Regions from separate parts of the Mustela erminea genome. Here region 1 is linked to region 2. A link is a contact called in public Hi-C data. All regions are on one chromosome and are shown on one strand. The core of a region is the stretch at or near the end of the contact, and the rest is flanking DNA. Distances in the headings are between cores, read along the strand shown.

The links. Hi-C and Micro-C count contacts between places; a contact is called where the count stands out from the background.
Region 1: a contact with region 2 is called in a Hi-C map of spleen, with 4 times the contacts expected there. The contact joins the promoter of GTF2A1 here to the promoter of SEL1L in region 2. A contact is called at or near these places in 2 of 3 Hi-C or Micro-C datasets (skeletal muscle and spleen).

What each region holds. Positions count from the first base shown.
Region 1 is chr5:126,566,152-126,573,429 of mMusErm1.Pri, forward strand. It overlaps GTF2A1 (transcription initiation factor IIA subunit 1), which reads left to right and starts at 4,771. Exons shown (of 9, transcript XM_032344782.1): 1 at 4,771-5,264. The coding sequence starts at 5,235. It overlaps LOC116591670 (a long non-coding RNA gene), which reads right to left and starts at 6,362. Exons shown (of 2, transcript XR_004286103.1): 1 at 6,216-6,362; 2 at 1,683-3,688.
Region 2 is chr5:126,309,152-126,316,104 of mMusErm1.Pri, forward strand. SEL1L (protein sel-1 homolog 1) reads left to right here and starts at 3,016. Exons shown (of 21, transcript XM_032344778.1): 1 at 3,016-3,212. The coding sequence starts at 3,143. It overlaps LOC116591665 (a long non-coding RNA gene), which reads right to left and starts at 2,811. Exons shown (of 6, transcript XR_004286099.1): 1 at 2,665-2,811.

The DNA.
Region 1 (7,278 bases), core at 3,521-6,020, 260 kb after region 2:
GGTGGGACTCATAGGACCCATGGCACCCGATCCCAGGACCCTGGGATCATGACCTGAGCTGAAGGCAGGATGCTTAATGTGCTGAGCCACCCAGGTGTTCCAAATTACTGTGTTTTAAGGTCACTTGGAAAGGTTCCTCTGTGTGTGTTATGAAATATATTATTAGGTTTATTTCCTTCATTTTATTTTAGTTTTGAGACCAATTATAATTAATCTTATCTTATAAATAAGTTTTATTTTCATTTTGTAATTAAGTGAATAGGTTTCCAGAGTAAAATATAAAGAACATATTTAAATAAGCCTAGTTTCTATACCTGCTCTCATCATAATATTTTCTACTTGTCCTTATAGGTAACCTTCCTTTAAAAAATTTTGGTTTATCTTTCCTTTTTTTTTTAAAATTTAAGCAAGTGTATGTACACATATTTTTATAGTCTTTCTTTTCTTAAATGGTAGCATACAAGGAACACTTATCTCTATTTGCTTTTCTCACTTAACATTGTATTCTGTCCATAGTGGTATATAGAGATATTCCTCATTCCTTCTTACAGCTGTATAGTATTTCACTGTGTGCAAGTACCATAGTTTATTCAACCAATCTTCTTATATGGACATATCAGGGTGTTTCCTTTCTTTTGGTGTTACAAGCAACCCTATACTGAATAGGTCTGGGCATATACCTTTTCATATTTTTGCTACTATATCTGTGGGATAGAGTCCTAGAATTGGCATTGCTGGGTCAATAAACAAATTCAAAAGTAATTTTGCTAGGTATAATTGTACACGTGTAACCAAGCAACCTGATGAATTCCAATGATACTGGAATTCCTTATATCCAGTGGGATATATCCTTATATCTAAATTGTATCCAATGATCATGAATTCCTTAAGCCTTTAGCTTAAAGCTAAAGGCTCAAGGAATTCTTTTTTTTTTTCCCCCCCAGATTTATTTGAGAGTGAGAGAGAGCACGCGTGAGCATGGGTTGGGCTAGGGGGTAGAGGGAAAAGGAGAAGCAGACTCCCTGCTGAACGTGTTGCTCAGCATGGGGCTTGATCTAGCTACCCTGAGATCATGACCAGAGTCAGAGATCAAGAGTCAGAGACTTAACTGACTGAGACACCCAGGTGTCCCTTGGCTTATGGAATCTTATCTTACAACAGCATATATTATATTTACATAAAAAACTTATTCTGTATACTCACCACTTAAGTTATCAAGATTTAGCCAAACTTCTCTGGAAAAATTAATCATCAACCATAGGAGTGTTCTATAAAGTGTGTTAAAAAGAACATCCCCTTTTGATGTTGTTGACGTAACTTACCGTTAATAATAAAAACGTCCATCCAATACTTAGCAAAGCACTTTCTAGTACCTTTGATCTTAACAACAATCCATAGGTGGTGGTTACTATTTCATCTTATCAAGCACAGAGAAGTTTAGTTACTGCAGAACGTCTCACAGTAAAGTAATGGCACTGTCAAACATGATTGCACAGACTCTGCACTAAGTTATTTTTGCTAAGCCACCACTAACTGCCTTATATTTCCATATACAAAAAATAATTGCAAGTAAGTTGCTGTTTTAAGACATGAAGCAGCAATTTTAAACTGTAAGCGAAAAGGAAGAGAATGGTGAAAAAAAATAATTAAAAAAATCTCCTCATATGTATAAAGTCATTGGTGTGGCTAGTAATTTCTTTTTATACACTGCATTATACATCAGTGCATATGGAAATCAACAGGTGTTTTTTGTTTTGCTTTTATAAAGACCTAAAAATATATGAATTCTGAATATATTTCTTTTTGTTAGTTCTGAAAAACATCAGTGCTTTTAATATATTGAATGAATGCTATAACTATGCACTATACAATAGGGACTTTCACTAGGATTGGTAGACTTGAATTACAAGATCTTCCCTCTTCACTTCAGTGTTCTCCCAAAGTGCCCAATACTACTAGGGCTGCATGCTTCCTAAAGACACCAGATAATTACCTTTATTGATCTATCTATCTATCTATCTATCTATTATTTAAGAACATGGAAACTGAAGGTAAGTTACATAATGAGATTTTAGTTCAAGCTAATTTCCATGAGCAGTCTTTTTAGATTTTTTTTTTTTTCTCTCTTGGGATTGTTGCTAAAATAGTCATTTGCAGAGCAGAACATTTTACTGTTTGGACATATAAGGTTTGGTGTCATTTTGTTTATGGTATATTAAAATTTAAGCACTAAATTTTTCCATTGCTTCTTTTGTTTAGCAATTATTCAGTGTTTAGGCAGAATATTAGCATTAAAAGGAAGAAGTAACTTGCTATCGTCCAGTACAAATCACTTTGAAGTAAAAAAATAAATAACTAAAAGATGCATTACAAAGAAAGAGAGCACTATAAGTATCTATCTGTTTAAGTATATGGCTGTTACCAAGTATGAGTTTGTAAACTGAATATGCAGTAAAATGATTCATGATTCATACATGGTACAAGGAACAGCTAAAATTAGAAAAGTTATTCAAGCTACCCTTCCCCAAGAAAAAGTTCAGATAAAAACAATTTAAATATAATGCTAAATCTAGTCTTACATGGGAGGAGCTTTCTATTCACAGATTTCCAGTTTTGTGAATTAAACAGCTGTAGTCTCCAAATTATCCAGACCCACTATTTTGGTGCAAGATCAGGTAATGTCTCTTTCTGTAACTAAGATGGCTGGCCCACATATGTAGTGATTGAAGGCATATTACAACATATTACAACTAAATGAGGAACGGAAAACTAAATTGGAATGGAATCCAGGCACAATGAAAAGAGAAGGGAAGAGCTCTGGTTTAATATTAGTTAAGTGCTTCAGCACTGTTGCAATTTAAAGTATGTACAAACAGAGGCCATCTCAGAGCCTCTAAGAAGTAGGAAGATCTTAAGGAGTCCAGGACGGGGTTTTCTGTCTTTTTAATCCAGTAACTGTATTTTGTTACTTCATAGATCAGGTTCAATCAGAGCAAAATGGTGACTAATCCCATTGGAATAAGTCTGTGGAGAATAAATCTCATACATTCAAACCCATGTTTTGTATGCAGTGGTCTTTATCGTAACTGATGGCAAAACATTTTATCATTTAGTTAAGACTATCAAGTGGTGAGAGAAGAAAATGACGTGGAAGGTGAGTGATTCCAAGTGCAAATAGTTGGTAGTATGCATACATAAAGAGGTAAAAAGAAGTCCTAATTAGTGATGAAATTTACCAGTAGTGGTACTGTTTAGTACAACTTTTCCGGCTAATGGTCACCTGAATATTAAAAGAATTACAAAAGGTGATAGAATCCAATTTTTATGTATCAAGAGCACTAAGATTTTCTAGGACGGCTTTTTAAGTGCCTTCACTCAGGAAGCTGTGCAGGGAACTGAAATGCAACTCATTTAAGGCAGGTGGTGTTAAAAGAAATCTCAAAATTGATATTCTCTATGCCCATCACAAGCATACCCACAACTTCCCATTTTCTGAGTCTTAACGGCTTCTGCTTTCTCTAATTTCTTCCTTCAGGTCCTGGCAGGTTGCATCTTTTTCCTCTCTCTGGTACGTTGTCTTTGATATTTTTCAAATATGCTCTCAGCTGCATCCAGCTTCATTTCGTTTTGCTTTATGAGGATAAACTCCCTCACTTGTTCAGACTACATTCCATGTTTCTCAAAATTCCTAGGGACAAGAGAATTAGGTACTGTGAGTTCTACCTTCTAAACAGAGCATTCTCTGTTCCGCGTGAAATGTTGCCATAAAGGCGGGATTTGCCCGAGCAGAGCAAGTCAAACGCCTTTTGATTTATACTTCAAGACATGGACTTTTTTTGCCAGCTCTCTCGCAGCGAGAGGCCACGAGAGTTGGTGGGTCAAGGGGAAGTATTTCAGATGTTAGTCAATACACGCAGGACATATGGTTACAGAATTTTGGCAGTATTAAAAAGAGGTGGTGGTGGCGGGGAACGTTATCGTGCTGTCATAATCCGGTAGCTCGTATTTTGCTTCGTTTTGTTTTGTTTGGCATTCCCACCACCGTTGTAAGTCACTTAAAGTACTAGTAGGCTAGTAGATGGCCGAAACTTGGGAAACTTGAGCCCAGAGACTTTTAGCTGTACTGGGGAGACAACTCAGCCAGTTCAGGGGGTTACTAATCCTGAAATATGTTAACAGTGGGCCCAAATCAGATTTCTTCCCCTTCAGGAAGACGCATACAATTTTGCAGGGGAAAGGCCCACCTTTCAGGAGACGAACGGAAGCCTCAGAGCTTGGAATCACTAACTCAAGCCCTGAGATGACTCCGCATTTAAAACTCTGCCCGGAGTCCGAGCACTCCCGGGGCCGGAAGCGGGAACACGTGACAGGTCCTCTGCAGCCATTGCTAGCGTGGCAGCTGCCACCACCCCTTCCATATTTCCTAGCTTCTCCAGCTCAGGGAGATGCAGAAACACCTGACAAGAGTCGGTCCCAGGTAACTCTGGACTCCAGCGTCACCAGAACTCACGTCTTCTCCAGCAGTGCTTTGCAAGTCCCTCACCCTAAAAGAGCTGTGGAACACTTCCGCCTGGCTGGCAACCACGTGATCACGCGAGACTTGGGGAGTCGGCAAGCGGACAGAACTACTCCAGTTCCCTGGCTCCGCCCGCCCAGCACCCTCCACGGCGCGTGACGCCGCGGCCCACGGCGGCCTCCGCCCCGGCGCGCCTGCGCAGGCGGCTCTCGCGGTGTCTCGCGCTCAACCCCGCCCACCTCTGCCCCCGCCCTTTCCGCCCCTCCCTCCCCCTCCGCCCTGTCTCTCGGCGGCGGCGGCAGCGGCGGCGGCAGCTCCTTGGCTCACTATATAAAGGGGAGAAGCGGGCGGACCGGACGGCTGGAGCTGCAGCCGGTGGCGGCAGCGGCGGCGCGGGGAGCGGCGACCGGTGGTGGTTTCCCTCCTTGGCGCGGGGTGGGGAGCGGGCAACGCCCCCTGGACCCCAAAAGGGTCGTGGCTTTTTTTTAAGGGCGATTCTCGAGGTTTTTAGCTCTGGGAGGACTGCCCCCCTCCTCCTCCTCCTCTCACCGCTCCCCTCTACTCTTTCAGGATTCGATTTTGTTTGAAATTTTTACCCCCAATCTTGCGGTGGCTTGGGCCACCCTCCGGGTGTTTTGGTTTTCTTTTTTCTTTTTTGGTTTTGTTTTTCTCTTGTTTTCTCGGGCTTGCCCCCCTCTTGTTTGTGTTGTGTGTGGAAATGGCGAACTCGACAAATACAAACACCGTGGTAAGGACGTGGTTTGGTGGCCGGCGGGGGCTTCGTCCAGGCGGCAGCAACGGCCGGAACGGGCGGGGGCGGGGACGGCGGCGACTCCCGGCCTCTACTCTCCTCAGCCGCCCGCGCGGCCGCCGCCGCCGCCGCTTCCCGCCTCGGGCGGAGCGGGCCGGGGCGGCGGGCGCGGGGGGGCGCCTCGGGCTCGCGGCGGCGGCGACGGCGGCGGCGGGAGGGCGGGGGCGCCGGCTGGGCCTGGGGCCGCCGCGGGGCGGTCCGGGCCGCAGAGGCCGTTGGGCCGGGGCGAGCGCGCGGCCCGGGTCCCAGACCCCGGCCGCCGGGTGGGAGGGTGGGCGGGAAGCCACCTCTTCCCCCACCCTGAAGCGGGCCGGGTCGCGCCGGCTCGAGAAGGGCCACCCCGAGCAGCCTCAAAACAAAAACCGCGTCTGGGGAATTAGGCAAGTCCCCAAGACCCGCTGTGGTCCACTTCAATGCAGTGGAAGGTGAACGGCTACTTTGGGGGTCACTTGGGGTGTTTCTGGCGGTTGTGCTTAGGGAGCCTTCACTGGGGCCATTTTATGTTTCTTTAAAAAAAAAAAAAAAAGGACTAAGGTTGAAAAGCACTTATCTCGGTTCCTTCCGAATCGGTAAAATGGCGAAGGGGAAGCAAAACCCCCATCGTATCTTCCACTAGCAAAAGCACCAAAGCAACAAAAAGAAAAAGCTTACAGTGGTCAAAGTGCCCCTGCTTTCGCCTTGAAATTTGCCTACTTCTCCCCATTAGTCCCTTTTTGGTTACTTGCGATCACGTAGGTTTGCAAAAAGCAGTCACATAAATAACCTTGTCAGTCACCAACGCAATGTGATCACTAGTCCACCCCACTCTTATTTTTGTTCTGACAATAAAACACGTTTTTGCCCGGTCCCAAACGCCGCGGATAAGCCCGCGGCCGCCCGACTCCGTACCGTTGGCGACTCGGGTCGATCCATCATGGCTGCGGCCGCTTACCCTGCTTTTCAGTCCCTGAGCTTTGTGGTCCTCCTCCCTTTGGCTGCCCTGTTTATATAGAGCCATTGCCGCTCTCTAATATAGACTCTGCCAGGATGGGAAGGTGCTTTTCAGGCCTACGTCACCGCCTCTCCATTTAAACACTAGATCCGGCTTTAAATAGTGAGAGCTGCTGAGAGCGGGGCTGGGAGGTGCGTGCTCCCGAGGCGAGAGGCAGGAGTGTGCAGAGCTCAGTTTATTTCTAGGTCCTCTGCTTGCACTGTAATTTCGCACCCGACAGGGCCGCTTTCAGCCTCCCAAGTTGGTGGTGGTTGTTTTGAAGCAGTAGTTAGGGTTTCCTGTCTTTGTTAGGGGAAAATAAAATTGCTGGCCCTTCTTTTTATTTTTGCTTTTAAACAGAACTGTAGCTCAGATGTCTAATCGTTTTTGTATTGGAAAATGCGTTATTGTCGGGAATTAAAAAAAAAATGCTTCCTACATTAACTGTTAGCTGAAGGGTACTTGACTTTTGGTAGTGTTCTGTTCTTCAAGTATTCAGAAAATATGTTAGAAGTAAAGCTTCTAATACGCCTTTTTTCTGTAATAAATGTTGGAGACACAAAGCTTTTTGAAGAATATTCAAGTGTTTAAAGCCTCAGCATAGGACCTTATCTCTATAGTACACTTATGTACAGACGAATTGTGAGTAATGAGAGTGAGGAGGCGTAGTGCAAACTGGATCTTAAAAAAATTAAAATTGTAAGTTGGCAGTTTATTTCATTGGATATTAATATTCTAGATGGATGTTAATCTGATTTATTTTCCAGTGTTCCCTCAGGGAACTAACACTTTTGAAAGGAACCTTCTAAATAGTCATTAGGTAGTGACAGTCATGGTTCTTTAATTTACCAGTTTGGAATGTCTGTGTTTTGAAAACCAGGACAAACCTAAAATACTTTGTATTTTGTAAAAGGCAAAAACTTTGGCTCAAGTAAGGTTTAGTATTTTAAATAATAACTTGGAAATTGCTTATTCAGATAG
Region 2 (6,953 bases), core at 1,766-4,265:
CAGGGAGCCTGCTTCCCTCCCCCCTCTGCCTGCCTCTCTGCCTACTTGTGATCTCTCTCTCTCTCTCTCTCTCTCTCTCTCTGTCAAATAAATGAATAAATAATTTTAAAAGGCAAGTTTGCGAATGTCCTGTAAATACTTAAAGAAATAAAGAGTAATGAGAACCAGCCTAGTCAGAGAAGAGCCTGAGCCAAGATGAAACACAAGTGAAAGCGGGAATGATGCCATGGTTGTGGTTCGAAAGAAGCAAGGGCAGTAGGGAGAGGGTAAAGGAGCCTATGACAAGAGTTTGTTCATGTGGAAATCAGAAATGTGTTCATGCAGCACTTAGCATGGGGCCTTAAATTTAAGAAGCACTTCGGAAAGAAAAGGATGAAAAGGGAAGCTAAGTCCCAAGCAGTGAACATTCCCTAGTCTATCAATCAGATCATAACTGCTTCTCTTGTGGAAGGCAGACATTTCCCCAAGAAAGTATAACTGCCAGCCCAAGTTCCTGTTTTGTCAGTAGGGTTTCAAACATTTTTTGATTCTATGACAAAGGCAGTCATTGAAAATTTTTAAATAGGAATTTTAATTTAATTTGAATTGAATTGAAGTTTACTTTTAAAAGCAAAATTAATCTGGCTCTATGTGGTTGCCTTGAAAGTGAAGAGAGAGTGATGTGGGTGAATATTGCTAGAACTCGGGTGCACCAGGCAGGTAAGGGAAAGTGAGACCCCCAGCAGGGAAGTTTTCAGTGAGAAAGACAAAAATGGTCACAATGACAAGGGCAGCTGGCTGGCTCAGCCAGTAGAGCATGTAACTCTTTTTTTGTTTGTTTGTTTTTCTTTTTCTTTGTTAAGATTTTACCTACTTATTTGACAGAGAGAGAGAATATAAGCAGGAGTGGCAGAGGGAGAGGGAGAAACAGACTCCCCGCTGAGTAGAGAGCCTGACTTGAGGCTCCATCCCAGGACCCCATGATCATGATCTAAGCCCAAGGCAGACACTTAACCGATGAGCCATCCAGGTGCCCCGAACATGCAGCTCTTAATCTCGGGGTTGTGAATTTGGGCCCCATGCTGGGTGTAGAGATTGCTTAAAAAACAAAATCTTTAAAAAATAATAATAATAAAACAGTAATTACATAGCTCACATTGTTAGGATGTGATGATTGATAAGATGAAAAGGGGAGGAAAATATACCAGAATTTACTCTATGATTTAAAATCAGAGGAACTCTGAGGAAACATTGTTAGTAACAGAAACAGAGATCAGTACCAAGGAGGTAACAAGAGAGTAACAGGACAATAATTTCCTTCATCTCCTCTGATGTGAATGTGGAACAGCAGTTAGTATTTTCGTTTGTTTTTTCTTTTTGGAGGGGGGGGTCTGAATTAACAGTTTTTTATCCTTATCCTGGAAAAGAGGATTTTTATTTAAAAAAAAAAAAAATGGAAGGGCGCCTCGGTGGCTCACTAGGTTAGGGCCTCTGCCTTCGGCTCAGGTCATGATCCCAGAGTTCTGGGATCAAGCCCTGCATCCGGCTCTCTGCTCAGCAGGGAGCCTGCTTCCCCCTTTCACCTGCCTCTCTGCCTACTTGTGATCTCTGTCTGTCAAATAAAAAAATAATAATAAAATAAAAGTAAAAAATAAAAAATAGGGTGCCTGGGTGGCTCAGTGGGTTAAGCCGCTGCCTTCGGCTCAGGTCATGATCCCGGGGTCCCGGGATGGAGTTCCGCAGCGGGTTCTCTCCTCAGCGGGGAGCCTGCTTCCTCCTCTCTCTCTGCCTACTTGTGATCTCTACCTGCCAAATAAATAAATAAATAAAATCTTTAAAATTTTTAAAATAAAATAATAAATAAATAATTGGGAAAAAAAATGCCTGGAGGTATTAAGATATGTGGCTAGGGTGGACTTGTCCAGAAACCTGACCTCAAGGGAGCTGAGGACTGAGTTCAGCTCGGTTCCAGGACCAAGCTGATGGTGGGTGGATGCTAGGGAAAACAGAATGACACAATTTGATGAATGGGCAGGAACACAAGCTACTGCCCTGCTACCCAGTGGGAACATGCCTGGAGTTGGTACTTGATACACAAGACTATTTCGTCGTCTGCAATGCGATCACCCTCACCTTTGTCTCCAAATACACCACTCCAGCCTCCGGAACTCAGGAGGAAGAAAACAGTATAACTCACAAAAAAGAGAGGGATAAGGACAAGGGTTTGAAAGCCTTTTTGCAAAGGCTGTTAGCACGTTTTCCAGATGATTATTACCCGGTGGCCCCCCTAAAAATGAATACTAACATTGACATGATCTGCACTGAATGGGGTTTCTTTCCATTTGTTTTGTCAGGGAAAGGAAGAGGGGTAGTGAGTTCCATCCCGGTTTCCCTATATATGGCACTGTTTTATCTAAGTTCAAGAAAATATTTCGAACTCGGTCTAGCTGTTGTACTTTTCCTAAGTTAACTCTCAGATGTGTCCAATTCAAATTTTCTAAATAAAACAAAGAGGAAGAACAGCTTAACACATTACAAACGCTTAACCTTATAACGTGGGTTTCTTGTTACATATGCTGGCTCAAACAAACAAACAAACAAACAAAACACCCTGTGGGCTCGTGGCCTTGAGCTAACGTCTAGCGCAGATGTTACTCAGTAAGTTCTCTTAGTTTCAACACCCACCTGCACTTTTAAATCTTGCTCCATAATGGGATACGTTTTCCGAGCGCACACTTCGAAAAAAGCCCATGAAATGTATTGTGGGAATTGTAGTCCTGGGTGACTTTCTTTTCTTCCCGGCCCTGGACTCACGCCCTGATTCCGGGATGGTTGAACTCAGGATCTACCAATTAGCTGGGGCCATGTCGTGAGGCCGTGGTCCAATCAGGAAAGCCGGTGTGGGAATCTCGCAAAATTATTGGTCAATGTATGACCCCGGGGGCGGGGCAATAGGGTGGGCGGGAAGACTGCGGCGATTGGGCACAGAGCCCGAGGCGGCGGGCGGGGATTGGCTCCGCTCTAGGGCAGGGAGGCCTGGGAAGGGGCGGAGGAAGGAGACCAGAGCAGGAAGAGCAGCGGCGAGGCGGCGGCGGTAGCTGAGTCGGTGGTGGCAGAGGCGAAAGCGACAGCTCCAGGGGGTGGCAGCGGCCGCGGGAGCAGGATGCGGGTCCGAGTTGGGCTGACGCTGCTGCTCTGTGCTGTGCTGCTGGGCTCGGCCTCGGCGTCCTCGGGTCAGTATCCGCCCCCTCGGACTGGAGGCCGGGAGCCACCGCCCCCCCGGCCTCCATCCCGGGGCAGGGCCGTGGGGGCTCAAGCTGGAGGCTCCACTCTCTCTGGTCACACTTCGCACGAGCCTCTTGCTGTCACTCCTCGGGCTTTGGCTGGCCTGGGAGAGAGGGGGTGTTTAGGGAGCTAGAGAGGGGAGGAAGGGAAGGGGCGGTCCCCCTGCCCACACCTCTCCTCCCTTAACAAACTTTACGCGACTCTTCGCGAGTGAGGAATTGACTCTTGGGGAATAAATCCCGAGCGCTGGCTTAGCGCCACAGTGACACCTGAGCCTTCCTGGAACTTCCTCAACTCTCGGACAGATTATGTGCTTGGGATTTGTAAGTTAAGTAGTTGACCCACCTGGGGTTATCACTGAGCAGAGCCGGGTCCATCAAAACCAGGATGTTGACAGTGGTTTTGGTGGATTGCTGAGCACCTGAGGTGCCCCTTATCTCCTGGTCTGTTTTAAAATGAAGACTTTTGATGGAACTGTGTCCACGCTCAATCCCTTTTTAGGGAGATATTCTCGAGAAAGTGGTGTTGATCTCTGTCACCGTGTTTCTGAGTTGCCCCATGTTTGTTGACAGCAACTTTGTGATTTTTTTTTTTAAGGAAATCTTGGTCCCTGTAAATTTAAAATGTATATAGCACCTGATTTTCATGTTTTGTGTAGATATAAAAATTCATGCGCTTTTGAGTTGATTTTCCAGTTAGCGGCTTAATACTAGGGTTCTGAGATGTATTTTTCTTTCTTAATAGTTCGGTCTGCCTACATCTGAAAACTTCTGTTTTGGGAGTGTTGATAAAGAAGCACTTAGTGTTTCTAAATGTTGGTAAAGCAACAAATTAGTACAATAAAGCTTTTGGATTTTAATCAGTTTAGTTAACAAAACAGCTGTTCTGTGGCTTTAAATTTTTTTGGAACAAGGCAGGGTATAAATGTCAACTTTTTTTTTTTTTTTCCAACAGAAAATTTCCCAGATGGTTATTTGAATCCCCAAATTATCTGTCCTAGTTGTAAGTCAATGCCATAACGTCATTCTGTTTCTAAAATAAGAGGTCTAAACCTAAAATTCTATCCATATTGTGGTTTGAGATACCACTTCAAAAGCAACAAGCATATGCTAGTTACTTTACTGCCAACATCATGCCTTCCCCCTTTTTAGTAATGGTTTGTATTCATGACCAAATCTCCAAAACTACCTGACTCTTGAAGCCCTGCTAACAATTATTTGGCCACAGGAAATATGAAATAAACTGTTGAGTATAATCGATAGAGTACCTGATGGGCCATAGACCACTTGGCATCAGAAGTCCTCGTAGGAGTTTGTTAAACATGCAGTTTTAGGTATGGAGCAGGTTGGGGTATCTGTAGTTAAACAAGCTTCACAAATAATTCTTCACACTAACGCGTAAGAACGACTAGTAAAAGAACACGGTGAGTATTCCTCTGAATTAAGTTTGCAGAATTTAAAGGAAATTAAAGCCCTACAAACATTTTCCTGCATATTCTGTTAACTAGATTTCATATGCGTTAAGAGCTTCACGTCAGTGGAAATGGTACTTGAAGAAGTCATTTAATCAACAATAGGGATTCTCGGGATGTTATAATAGATTACTCATACTGAAGTGTTAAATCTTTGGATTGTGTTGATGTAAGCAGAGAACTGGGTTCAAAAATGTCTGCTCGGATTTCCATCGTAGTTCACCTGTGCCAGGGCATTTCTCTGGCGGAGCCAGAATCCATACTTAGCCAGAACTAAAGCAACAGAGATGTGCTGACCGGTAATAAAGGCACTACTGCGCTCAAGTGCAATTATAGTAAAACACTTGTGTGAGGTGAAGTTTTAGAAATTGAGTACATGGATTTTCAGTTGACTTTCTTATTCATTAAATTGCTTATGTATATAGGAAGTCAGCCTCATTATTAAAGATTTGTTCCTATTTAAAAATCAAGCCTTGGGCCATAATTCTGTGTGGATTTAAAGTTTGAATGTTACTGGTTACCAAAGCAAGTTGCATATTTACCAGTATAATCAGCCAACAAAGGAAATCTTGATCCTATCACTGTTAGTAGCTGTTATTTCATATCTTGTTTTAAAGACATATAAAAATATGACATTTTTATTCAAAATACTTTTTTCCTGTGAATAAATAAAGGAGAAGGTTAAAAAGAAATTTCTCCATTTTCTCAGTATTAGAAAATGCTATATGTTTTCTCACTTAGAAATACTTGTTTTCTTATTTTCAGCAGGAAAAGATAAATGGTTCGCTTTTTCTTTTTTCTCCCTTTGTGCCAGTGTTACAGAATCTTTTAAATCAGGTTCACCACTAAGTATTCCAGGTAATAGTTCTATTAGATATTCAAAGAGTAAGTTTCAGATTGCAGACGTTTAATTTCATTATTCTTTTCTTCCCTAAAACATTATTGTGAGTCAACAGGACAGATGGTATTATTCTCTTTTGACAGGTTGAGAAAGAGGCTGACCAAGCTTGCTATTTTGAACCACGTGTATAAAATTAATATGTAATGAAGTGAGGTTTTGAACTTAGCTCTCCAGGCCTCTATTTTGGAGTAGTTAAAAATCAGGAGTATTGTAGGATCTGCACAGATTCCGTGGTAAGCAGAGAGCAGATGTCTGCTCTCTTTTCACCAAACTCTTAGGACTTCTGTGTTTGAAGATCTATCAGTCTGTTTAGTTTACATGACAAGTTGGAAAATGAATTTATGATAATTACTTTTCCCTGAAAGAATATCCCCAGTACTTTTTGCTGTTTGGTTGGCGGATATAATAAAGATGAAAATCGGTCTTTTTCAAAGGAAAGTGTACAATTCTAAAGTAATGTAAACCTTTATATTCTGGATGTGATACTGTTGAATGAGAAATCTGTAACTCTTCATTGAACTCTTTTGCATTTTTTTCTTGATGTTTGTGTTCCGCTAAAAGTGTTATTATTTTTGTTTATGCATAACTTAAGTGTCTTTGTTACCTTACTAATACATATCAGAAGTTTCTAGATTATAAGCAACTTCTATAAAAGTGTTATGTGAATAGATATATCACTTTGAGAGAGAAAATAGCTTATGCTTTAAGACTACCATCTGGAGTAGACTTTCCCATTTAGTAAATGAGAAAGACTTCTCTTATTTACTAGTAACCTTAGTACCTATTGCTAGTTTGAAGAGAAGAGAGACAGAAGCATGATGCAATTCATGTGAAATAACCCTGATGTCACAGGTTTCAATGACTCCCGGAGTTTAAAAACACATTTTGCTACTTCAATGTGTAATAGCTTGTAGTATCTCAAATGTACATGTCTTTAAGTTTACTTATAGGTATCTGTATTATATACTTATTTGCTGCATATGTGACCTGTTGTGAGAAGGCACTAAATTTCATGATTTAGTGATTAGTAATTTAAGAGCTCTGGCTTATTTAAAGTTTGGGGATATATACATTTACACAATTAATGTCTGCTCTTGATACATTAACTAGTTAATGTTTGTGATTACTTAAACATATCCACTCATACAACTTTGATATATGGTAGAGATGAATTTTTTTTCCTTTATCCATATGTTGCTGAGAATGGAATTTGAACCATGTGTTAGAATTCGGGCTTTGGGTAAAACCTGTGAAGAAGTTAGCATGAAGGATGATTGTTAATTAAGTACCATCACTACCTAAATGTTATAGGTACTG